2 separate regions of the Podarcis muralis genome follow, and region 2 is linked to region 1. The links are chromatin contacts, called in public Hi-C maps. All regions are on one chromosome and are shown on one strand. The core of a region is the stretch at or near the end of the contact, and the rest is flanking DNA. Distances in the headings are between cores, read along the strand shown. Region 1 holds the start of TMEM216 (transmembrane protein 216). Region 2 holds the start of TMEM109 (transmembrane protein 109).

Region 1 (5,340 bases), core at 1,860-4,359:
AGTTTTGTTCAGTGGAGCAAACAGCTACAATGAACAGGTGTCACTGACATGCATTGACTTACCATTGATGATGGGCTATATTGCCAAAGAGTCATAAAAGTTTGTGGTACAGTACCCTTGGTTTCTTGGAACAGAATGTTTAAATTCCAAAGCAGTGCTTGCATTGATATGAATCCACTGCATTGAAGGTAAAAACCTTCTCATATCTACAGCCTCAATAGTCTAGTACCACCCTATAGATTTTTTTGGCTCTCTTTAGATGAGTGAGGGCTTTACGGAGGCTAACAATAGATTTATTTCAATCTCACCTCATTTCCAGTGTGCCTATTTTCCTTTTCATTCCCCATCTCTTTTTTTACTCTTTTAAGATTGCATGCCATTATTTGTAAATGGTAAACCTGCCTAGAATACACTGGACAAAATGGTACATATTGTAGTTAAGTCCCAGTATCTTGTCATCTGATATTTAGGGAATTAATATCTCATCTTTGAAGTTAGATGAAGCAATCTAGCTTGAAAGTTGGGTACTACTGCTTTCCTAAACCTTGCTTGGTGAGGCAGGAGGATTTAAGAGGATTTTCTGTGATCAGTTGTTGAGAGCTAGAATAGGTCTGGTTGTTCTGTATAAATCTGCTGATCCGATTAACCTTTCTTTGCTCCCTGAGCTGCTCCGAGTGCTGGCATCCATTCCATGTGGTGTCTGGTTGCTTAACTGTTAAGAAAGACTTGGAATAGCCTATTACGACTGGGAACATGAGTTTTGGAAACTCTCTAGTAGTGGAACTAACATCATTACTCTTTTTTTCCAACAAGCTCAACAAATATTGTGTCTAATTTTAATGTGGGTCAACTTTTGGTTTTTATTTTATCTGTGAAAATATTTTTATAGATACAGTTGCATAAGTCCTGGTTTAATATACTTGGAAAAAATGTGGAAGCTTCCTTGAGTGGGATGTAGGAAGGGGACACACCAATCAATGGGATACCACAGGCGTTCTTTGTTGTCCTGGATTGTTGCATGGTTTCTAGAATGTTTATTTGAGATTGTAATAATCTCTGAACTTTCAAGAGAAGGAGTTAGGAATGTTGCTGCTTCCCCAATATATAAATAATTATTGGGAGTAGGAAAATGGGAGCCATGTTTCTGAAGGAATTTGGTAGAAAGATGGGGCACTGAAGAAAGTCTGAAAGGATGGTTGGTATTGTTTTGTGTTGTTCTGGGAGGAACAGTCTATTTCCTGCCTTTAATATTTCATACATTTCTTTCCCACAGAACCTCCGCTGGAAAAATTCCAACTATTTTGTGTGGACAGATGGGCTGCAGACTCTTTTTGTTTTCCAGAGAATGGGTACGAGGCTGTTTCATTTCTCCCCTGTGTTATGACTTCTGAGCAAAGCTTAAAAATTTATCAATGAGGCTGGTTCCATCTGTGCTTCCCCACAGAAAGTAGATGGGACAGGGAGCAGGGGGAGTGTAGCTGGGGGGATAATGGTGAAGTTGAATGTAAGAAAACTAGTAAAGTTGATACAGTGTTGACCTTGCTGGCTTGTGACTTATTTCTGATTGGTTGCAGTGGCTGTGCTGTACTACTACTTCTATAAGAGGACGGCTGTGCACTTGGGAGATCCCCGTTTCTACCAGGACTCTCTTTGGCTACGGAAAGAGTTTGCACAAGCACACAGTTGACAGCTGCTTCTGGATCATTTGGAGCTTGCTAGAATGTCCACAGAGATTTTACCAATATCTTGCAGCAAGTTCCCCTCCTCCCACTACAATTTGTCTCCTACAGTCAAGTTCTAAATCTCATGTGGTCAAATGACTTAATCCCTTTCCTACATTCGTGCACATTAGGCTACTCATCAATGGAACTGCTCTTTTGTGGATACCCTGCTTGCTACTATATGCTTCTCAGTCTCCAAGCACTCCACAATCCTCCTTTCAGTTCAGCAAACTGCACTCTGGATTTGGCTGCAGCCTTACTGAGGAACGATTTGAAGTGCCAAACAGATTTGGCTGACAACTCCCACTGAGTAGCAATGCTGCATTTTCCTCCTTGAGAATATTTTCTTGCCCTAAGCTCCCCTGTGACAGAAAAGGATTCCTGCCTTCACTAGTACCTCTGACAGTGTGACAAGGCATAAAGACTATGGTTTGGCTTTGCAGTATTCAGCCTGAGCAAATGTACTCTCATTGACTTGTTAGATTCCCCTTTTGTACTTGCATTTTTATAAATGGCGAGAAAATAAATCGGCTCTTTTTCAGAAACCATAGTGTGGTGATCTTGCTTTCTTGTTTTTCCTCTAATGTGTGGTAATAAAAGGGTGTTCTTTCCATTCCAAGGCTTGATTTGTTACCACCAGTTCTCTGTGTTGTGCTGTTGATACTAAAAATAAACCATATAATTTAGCAACATTCCAATACAGGAAACGAATGTTTTCGTTATGCCTGGCATGTGTGTGGTTTAGGGTAAGATAATGAAATTCACAGAAAAAATAAACTGGGAGGGGGAATAGAAGCTTGTTCCTAAAGTGCAATACCCAAGAAATCTTGTACTCTAAAATGTGGGGCAGGACTCCTAACAATAGAATTAATTGTGGAACGCTGTGGGCCTTTGATGGAATAATAAAAAAGCTTTTGAGGGCAGGAGGGGATACTGGGTAACTTGTTAAGTGGTGGATTTGGGAGTGGATTTTCGGATATATACGAGCTAGGTGCCGTTTGAGCCATGTGAACTAAGCAATCCGAGGTGCTTTGTATGATGTGCGTGTGTGTATGTTGTCCCCACTTCCCGGGGAAAAAACTTGTAAAATCTAAAATAAAAATGTGCGTATGAGGAAAGGGTGGAAGAAAAACGTTACATAACAAGCAAAGAAATAGGTGTCGCTCCTTGTCAGAAGGCGAGAGAACGGAGCCCCTGCGTTTATTTCCTGCCTCCACAACTCGCGCGGAGGAAGCGCGGGTAGCATTCATTGGTTACCATGGAGACGAGGCGACGCCGTCCCCGCTCGGAATCTGGGCCTCCGCCCCAAAGAGACGCGGCTCGATATCCGGTATCGCATGGAGCTTTTTGCCTTTCTAACGGGTCTTCCGGCACAAAGAGGCCAGGGATAGAGCGGCTCTGCTCTGCGTCCTTTCGGTCTAACGTGCTGGGAGCGAGGGAGCGAGCGCGCGCCTCGCCAACCCAGACCTTTCTGCCTCCGCGAACGCTGCGCGCCACTCCGCCCTCTCCCGCTTCCGTGCAGTCAGCTCCGCCGGAAGTGGGTTTCCTGCGTAGCGGTTTCCATGGCGATGGAAGATGGCGCCTCGCAGTAAGTCGGGGTCCCGGCAGTGTTCTAGGGCCCTGGGGGCTGCGAGGTCACGTCACCGCGACTGATCCCCGTGGAAGGCTCGGCTCTTCTTGATTCCCACCCCGCTCGCCCGGCCCGCCGCTCAGGACACCCCGAGCCCTGCAGCAGGGACGGGAACCGGGCTCCGGCTGCAGCCCGGCAGCGACGGCGGGGATCTGACGGCATCCCGCCAAGCGCTCCCGGAGCGAAGGGGAGGGAGGCAGAGTGGCCCCCGGGTCCCCAGAGCCTGATGAGGGGCCTCTTCGCTCAGCCTAGCGCTGAGCTTCCCCAGAAAAACCATTCTGCCAGAGGAGGGTGGTAGACTCGAGGCCACGTCCTGCGGGAGGCTGCCCCTTCGCAACCCTCTCCTAGTAAAGCTGCCCAAATACGGGGTTTTGGACCCTTCCAAGGGGTTCTCAGATCGGTGGGGTTTTTATTCTCTGCTGCTGGTTGGTTTCCCTTTGCCTGAGGTATGTTAGACCATTTGCTGAGGTTCCACGCTAAGCTGGTGAGGACACAGCACCCCAGTTTTGAGCTCACAACAAAGGAAGTGTACATAAACTCTAATATAGTCTCTCAAGAAAGTTTGTACTGCTCCTCTTTAAGAGGTGAGAGTGGAACACAAAATGTGTACCCCATAGATAATCATATTCTGGTTTCACCTAGATCGCCAGCTCTCCTCCACCCCTCTGGAGATTCTCCTGTTCCTGAACGGCTGGTATTATGCAACATATTTTCTGTTGGAGATTTTCATATTTGTCTATAAAGGTGAGTCTTTGAAGGGATGATATGTTTGGGTTGCCTGCAGGCTTTTTTTACGCATTTACCTTGTGGCTCTCGCCTGAAGAAAGTGAAAGAACAAAGTGGATAGTGTAATTATTTATTCCTCACCTAGCTGCTTGAGAGTTCACAGCCTTTTTCAGAACCATCCATGTCCCACTGTTTGTTGTCATTCTAGCTGCTACATTAGATGTTAACCAACATCAGCCCCTCTTCTTTTATTAAGGAATTCATTAAATGGGAAGAGGCATCTGGCTTTGCTGTTCTCTTAATGCACATGTCCATTTGTGTACCCGCTTAGGACTCCTGTTGCCCTACCCCTCTGCCAATTTGGCTTTGGACCTGATTATGCTTTTTCTCTATCTTGGGATTGAAGTGACCCGGATATTTTTTGGTGAGTATTCAATAAAAATGTTCCCACAAGTAGTGCACTCACCTGCCATTTTGTGAGCATCTTTGATGGCACTTGACCTGAAAAGATGACTCCTGGGGAAACCCAGCCAGATGGGCAGGATATGAATAAAATTTTGTTGTTGTTGTTGTTAATGTGGTTCACTCATCGATAAATTCTGCTTCTCCAACAGCAAAGGTGTTTGAGAGTAGAGTAGTTGAGCAGAGTGTAAAGTGCTGACAGTGCCTTCACTCCATCATTCTAGGTCTTCCTAATTATTCTGCTGAACTGGAATAGGTGCCTCCAATGAAATGATGCCCAAAGGCTGAAAAAGGGGCTCTGTGGTACATTCCCTCATTCAGGAGTAGGTAGGAGGCAAGACAACATTATGCGGGTGGAAATATGAGATCCCATTCATCCAGTCTGACTGTCCTTCCTGACCTGAGACTAGCTTATGAACTACAGTACAAATGTTAAATGCAAAATCCCATTCCTTAATCTCAGTTAAATGATTCTTGATTCAGGTAGATAGCCGTGTTGGTCTGACGTAGTCAATATATATATATATATTTAAAAAATTAAAAAAATGTTCAGTCATCAACAGGTTTACCATACCCATTGAGCCAATCACCCATCTCCTACTACCCTTCCAAGAAATACCCCACCCCACTTCCCATTATATATAAGGATCTGGTGATTTCTGTTTCAGTGTATCTGAAGAAGTGTGCATGCACACGAAAGCTTATACACAGAACAAACTTAGTTGGTCTCTAAGGTGCTACTGGACAATTTTTTAATTTTTTAACTTATTTAGTTAAATGAGTTAAATGAGAACTGATCCC
Region 2 (5,340 bases), core at 1,131-3,630, 290 kb before region 1:
CGATCATAGACTATTTTGCTTATTGAATGTATAATAACCAAGTTTCACATTATAGCTCAGCAGCTTTGGGCACCCCACATATTCCCAGTTGCTTATCTGAAAAATAGGAACAGCTGCAGAGCTGCTCTGATATCATTACCAAATTCTGTAAAGCACTCCATCACCTTAATATGACATAAATTAATAACTTTAATTAATTACTAAGAATTACAAATATAAGAAAATTAAATGGTTAATAAATACAATTTAACAACAGTGCCCATTGCCAAGCGAATCTTTTAAGTACCTGTCCATGATAACAGTGGCCCAAATTTTGCTATCTTTTTATTTATTTACATGATTACAGACTGCATTTTTGTATAAAATGTTCCAAAGCAGTATACAGCATAAAAGCATATGCCATCTTGTCTTCTGGCAGAGATCAGTCTATATGACCCAATGGGTCCATTCTCATCTCTGAACTGTCAGATCAGGGTAACCCATTGTTTTTGTTACCAGAAATGAAAGGCAAGGTCATAAGAATGTTATTTACCCGCCATTCCAACATCTTTGGACCCTCAGAAAGACAATTAAGATTCATCTTAAAAGATCCAACCCAGCGTTTTGTGCTTCAAGATTGAGGCTCAATTGTTGAGGCTGCAAAACTTAACATACTTACTAAAGATTTAGCTACTTCAGGTATGTTGAGACTTACTCCTGAGTGAACGTGCATAAAACCAAACTGGGAAATATCACAAACACCATCCCTAGTGGCGCAAGCGGAGGAGATTTGAGTGGTGGTTAAGAAACAGAGCTGCAAAGCAGGAAGCCCCCCTGTTGGGACCTCATCTCTTCTAGGAACTCGCCAGGCAGTCTTGGGAAAACCACACACTCTCAGCCTCAGCATCTCCACCGGGGGCCAGAACAGCACTGTTGCTGGATTGTACTGCTGGGTTATTTTAAAGGCCTGGGGCAAGTATGTTGGGCATGTGGAGCTCTATGGACACGGCAGAGAGCCATGCAACCGCCCACAGCAATGTATTGAACACATCCTCATGACCAGCATCACTGTGGCTGGAACCCTCAACTCCCCCCCCCCCCGCTTTCCCCACCAACTGTAGGCCACTGGCTGCTCCCTCCCCTTCCTCCTCCCCCCGAATGCTGTGAGGAGCCGGAAGGCCGAAAGGGGCACGAGAAAAGGCGAAGGCGAGTCACTCACTGGAGCAGATGAGGGACATGGCGAGCGCCTCTTCGGTCTCTGCCTCACGGCCGCTTCCGGGCCACGAGATCGAGGAGGAGGATTCTACTTCCGGTGGCCGGAGCCAGCTTCTTTAAACTGTACCGCGCGCCAGACGCCAGCGCGCGGGAGACTCCAGCAGTCGGCCGGAAGCGGAATCTTCCTCTTCTTCCTCCCGCCCCCGCACTTCCGGAAGGAAGGAAAGCAAAGGCATCGCTGCGAGGCCAAACGGACCAGGAAAGGCAACCACCTTCCGGATCCGGAGGGCTCCAGCCGTGCCCATCAACAACTACAACTCCCGGCATGCATTGGGACCGAGGAGTAGCCGCGTTCGGCTGCGCGCGTGCTAATCCGTATTTGGAAGCCTTTCAGCTCCTGCTCCGCGCCCCTCTTTCTCGCGGCAAAATTCAAGAGAACAATGGAGAGCACCCATCCATTGAATGCACCCATCCGGTTGCAGTAGCAGATGGAGCAGCAGCTGCTGCTCCTTCTAGCTCTTAATTCGTGGGTATTTTGTTTTTAAAGTATTGGGAAGTGCGGCGTGTTCGCACGCCAAGGCAACGGGGCACAAAGACACCTGCCTGAACGCTGTACAGGAGAGCAGAAGTGGTTTTTGCTGTCCTCTGCAGTTTAACGAGGTAACTACAGTGGTACCTCAGGTTAAGTACTTAATTCGTTCCGGAGGTCAGTTCTTAACCTGAAACTGTTCTTAACCTGAAGCACCACATTAGCTAATGGAGCCTCCTGCTGCTGCCGCGCGGCTGGAGCACGATTTCTGTTCTCATCCTGAAGCAAAATTCTTATCCCGAGGTAATATTTCTGGGTTAGCAGAGTCTGTAACCTGAAGCGTACCACTGTAGTGCTACCCGATACGCGTTTGGTAAGGAGAATGTTTTGCTGAAAATCCAGCCCAGTCTCAACTCCATCTCTGCCCTGTGATGTTAATACACCGCAGGAGCGTCGTAAATCCCCCCCCCTTTTTTTAAGCGTGCAGAAAACGCTCAAAAGTCAGATCACAGGTTTCGCGTGATATAAACTCCCCAAGTTAGAGGGGAGCCGCTCTCTTTGCTATTTCTTCTTGTTAATTAAAGCTACATGCGCTGCAATACAGGTTCCCTCCTGACCTCGTAAAAAGATCTCCCCTTCCATCCCAGGGAAGAGAAGCGGCAGCAGAAATGCCTTAAGGAGCCCTGAAGTTTCATATCGAGATAAGAACCTAGATATCTTCCACAATTACGAGCCTGAAGGCGGCACCACCCACCGAATGACAATGTAAAATCCCAGTAACGACCCTCGAGCCTAATTGTGATTGGATCCGGCGCACTATTTGCGGCGGGAAGGACTCTCGTGGGAAGCAGACAGCAAAGTGTATCTGTATCTATAATTGGAAGCGCGTGGTTGCTTTAACTGGTGTGAACGTCGCTGTAAAGAACTGCAATTCCCGGCATGCTCCTGGATCGAGCGCGGCGCGCCTTGCTCCTTCCTTTTGGACTGCATTTCCCAGAGTGCAACGGGGCTTGGAGCTATATTTGAATGGGGAGAGAGAGTGAGGGGGGGGGGGGGCGATAAAGCTGCTCGCTCCGGACTTCCCCTCTAGGCCAAGTACCCAGGTAAGCAGCCCCGGCTCTGCTTTTTCTCCTCGGCGGCGGCGGCCAATCAGCAGCCCCCGTTCGGCGCGTGCGCCCTCCAGCTCAGGTTGGCGCTGCTGGTGGGAATCTTCGCGCGAATCTCTCGGGAGCAGCCAGGAGCAAGAGCTCCCTCGTGCCATTAACGACTTCAAGGCGGCAGCAGGCTATTCCCTGCGCTTCTGTAAACAGGTGCGGGGGGGGGGGGGAGAATAAGTCAGGCTAAGGAGGAGCTTCAGAAAGTGGGGAGAGAAAAACAGGGGAGGGGGAATTGTGTTTGGGGGGCGGAGTGAGGTTGTATCTCTGTAAGAGAAACGAGAGGGGGATGTGGGGTCGTGGCCCTTTATTTAGACTTTTCACCCAGTGACTTGAGACCAAGTCAGTCCTGCACCCGCAAGAGAGAGTCTCACCTTCCTCTTTGTAGACCCCCTGCTTCCTTCTGTGTATAGGTTGCTAGAAAAATACTGCAGAGCAGACAGGAGTACGATGGTCTCTAGCGTTCATTAGAGAGCTGCTTGATCTGCAGGCTGAAGGAAGCTGGAGCTCAACTTAATCCAGAGAGCCATAGGTTCCCAACCCCTGGCTTAGTGTTTGTACAGAGGGTGTGTGCCTCATCCAGTTACATCTATTGTTCAACACAGTTTGTCTTGTTGCATGCAAAATGTACTTAGTACAGGTCATCCTCTTGCATGAAGTTCGACTTTTTGTTTGTACGGTATGCAGAATCCATCTTGCTTGCAATTGACTCTGTCATGGGGCAATGGAACTAAAGGTTTCATCTAGTTTAGTAGTCTGCTCTGCTCATCTTTCTATTAATTTCTCTTTATGTAGTGGGTGTTGTAGTGAGAAGAGGTGGCATACATTTGCATGGCTACAATGTCATCCTTGTCACTCCTTAGATTGCTTGCAGTACTAGATAAACATGACTTTAGGGATCTCTCCTATTTTGCAGAGAAGTTGGTTGCAAAGACAACAGCTGGAGTCATGACTCGATGGGGCCTCGCCTTACGGAGCTGCTTCCAGCCCCTGCCAAAACCAATCTTGGCCGTAGTAGCAGTGCTTGTGCTCACTCACATAGGAATAACCAATGCCCAGCAGTACCGGAGTGAGCCAAAGCGAGCAAAGTATGCCGAACCGGACTTTCTATCCCAAGTGGGTCGTGCCATGAGCGAGACAATGGAGGATTTGATTGGACGAGAGAACTTTAGAATATTGAATGAGGTAAGAAAGAAGTTCATGTGAACTGCTGCTATACCTGGGAGTATAGGGTGGTATATAAATTCAATACGATGATGATGATGATGATGATATTTAGTGGTTTTCATGTATCTGTGGCAAGTCGCTAACTGGTGGACAAATAAGCTAAATGTTTAGGGGAGAAAGCACAGTGAACAGGTCTTTCTGGATTGAACCACTTTAGAATGCAGTTGGGGATTACATAATTGAACACTTTGCTATGTGGTGGTGATGGGGAAACCAGTCAGAGTTTTGCCTTGACATGCTAGTTTACTTTGTGTTGGGATTTTGAACAAGAGGGAACATTTCCAGCATAAATTCCTTTAGCTTTGTTCAGAGTTGGTATGAGTCCAAGGAGAGTTGTACCACCTTCTTTTTCTAGATGACTAAATTAAATCTATGACAAAACTGATTTTGACCAGTTTTATGTCATCTTGTTGCTATTTATTTAATTCCCACTCATTTCATCAGCTAAGGGAGCTATCCATCGCTACATTTCGGTACCCAAGCAGATGGGTTCTGACAAAAGGGACAGCCCTTTTGAATTCTGACGGCTGGTAATGGAGTGAATAGGAAACACCCATGTGTGCATCTTCTCTTCTTGCAGAATATTTCTTCCCTGGTCTGGATGGTGTCCTCTGGGATCTCTTCAGCATTATTTGTTGTGGCTGAAATTACAGGGCAGCTCCTTACTTCCTTTGGAATAGCTGGTAAGTGACTAGGAGATAGGTTGGATGGAACGACAGGGTAGTATTGTTCAACTAAATTTTACTTAGAGCAGACCCATTGAAATTAATTAACATAACTTAGCCATGTTTGTTCATTTCAGTGGGTTTACTCTGTGACAAACTTAGCTGAATACCACCCCAGGAGTCCAAAAGATGTCGCATATTCAGTCCCCCTTTCTTACTTATTTGTCTTTAAAGCATGAGCAACTAACCTAGGCTGCAGCCCTACTCAACTCAGTGGGACTCAACTCAGTGGGACTGTCTTCCAAGCAAATAAAGCATAGGTTTGTGATGTTAAACTTATGTCAGTTGTGATGGTGATGGAGCAGGGCTGGGATTGGCATATAGGAATACGATTGAACCCATACTGGTTCCTAATTTATTATTGTTGTTGTTACTGTTATCTTGGCTCAGGGATGCAGCATGAGTCATGTTTGCCAAAGAGGTGTTTGCATTTCTCAGACATACACTTCCTGCTTGTGAACTGGATGTCACTTTCCAAATGGTGTTTTTGATTGTGGCAGATAATGTTGTA

What was found. A called contact is a pair of places that touch in the nucleus more often than the background predicts.
Region 2: a contact with region 1 is called in a Hi-C map of tail, with 3 times the contacts expected there. The contact joins the promoter of TMEM109 here to the promoter of TMEM216 in region 1. A contact is called at or near these places in 2 of 3 Hi-C or Micro-C datasets (blood and tail).

What each region holds. Positions count from the first base shown.
Region 1 is chr1:80,218,118-80,223,457 of rPodMur119.hap1.1, reverse strand. It overlaps TMEM216 (transmembrane protein 216), which reads left to right and starts at 3,109. Exons shown (of 6, transcript XR_013393841.1): 1 at 3,109-3,309; 2 at 3,994-4,095; 3 at 4,409-4,501. TMEM138 (transmembrane protein 138) reads left to right here. Exons shown (of 5, transcript XM_028737281.2): 4 at 1,274-1,349; 5 at 1,575-2,266. The coding sequence ends at 1,687.
Region 2 is chr1:80,504,894-80,510,233 of rPodMur119.hap1.1, reverse strand. It overlaps TMEM109 (transmembrane protein 109), which reads left to right and starts at 2,380. Exons shown (of 4, transcript XM_077932691.1): 1 at 2,380-2,826; 2 at 3,794-4,062; 3 at 4,685-4,787. The coding sequence starts at 3,826. It overlaps PRPF19 (pre-mRNA processing factor 19), which reads right to left and starts at 1,377. Exons shown (of 16, transcript XM_028737541.2): 1 at 1,199-1,377. The coding sequence starts at 1,217.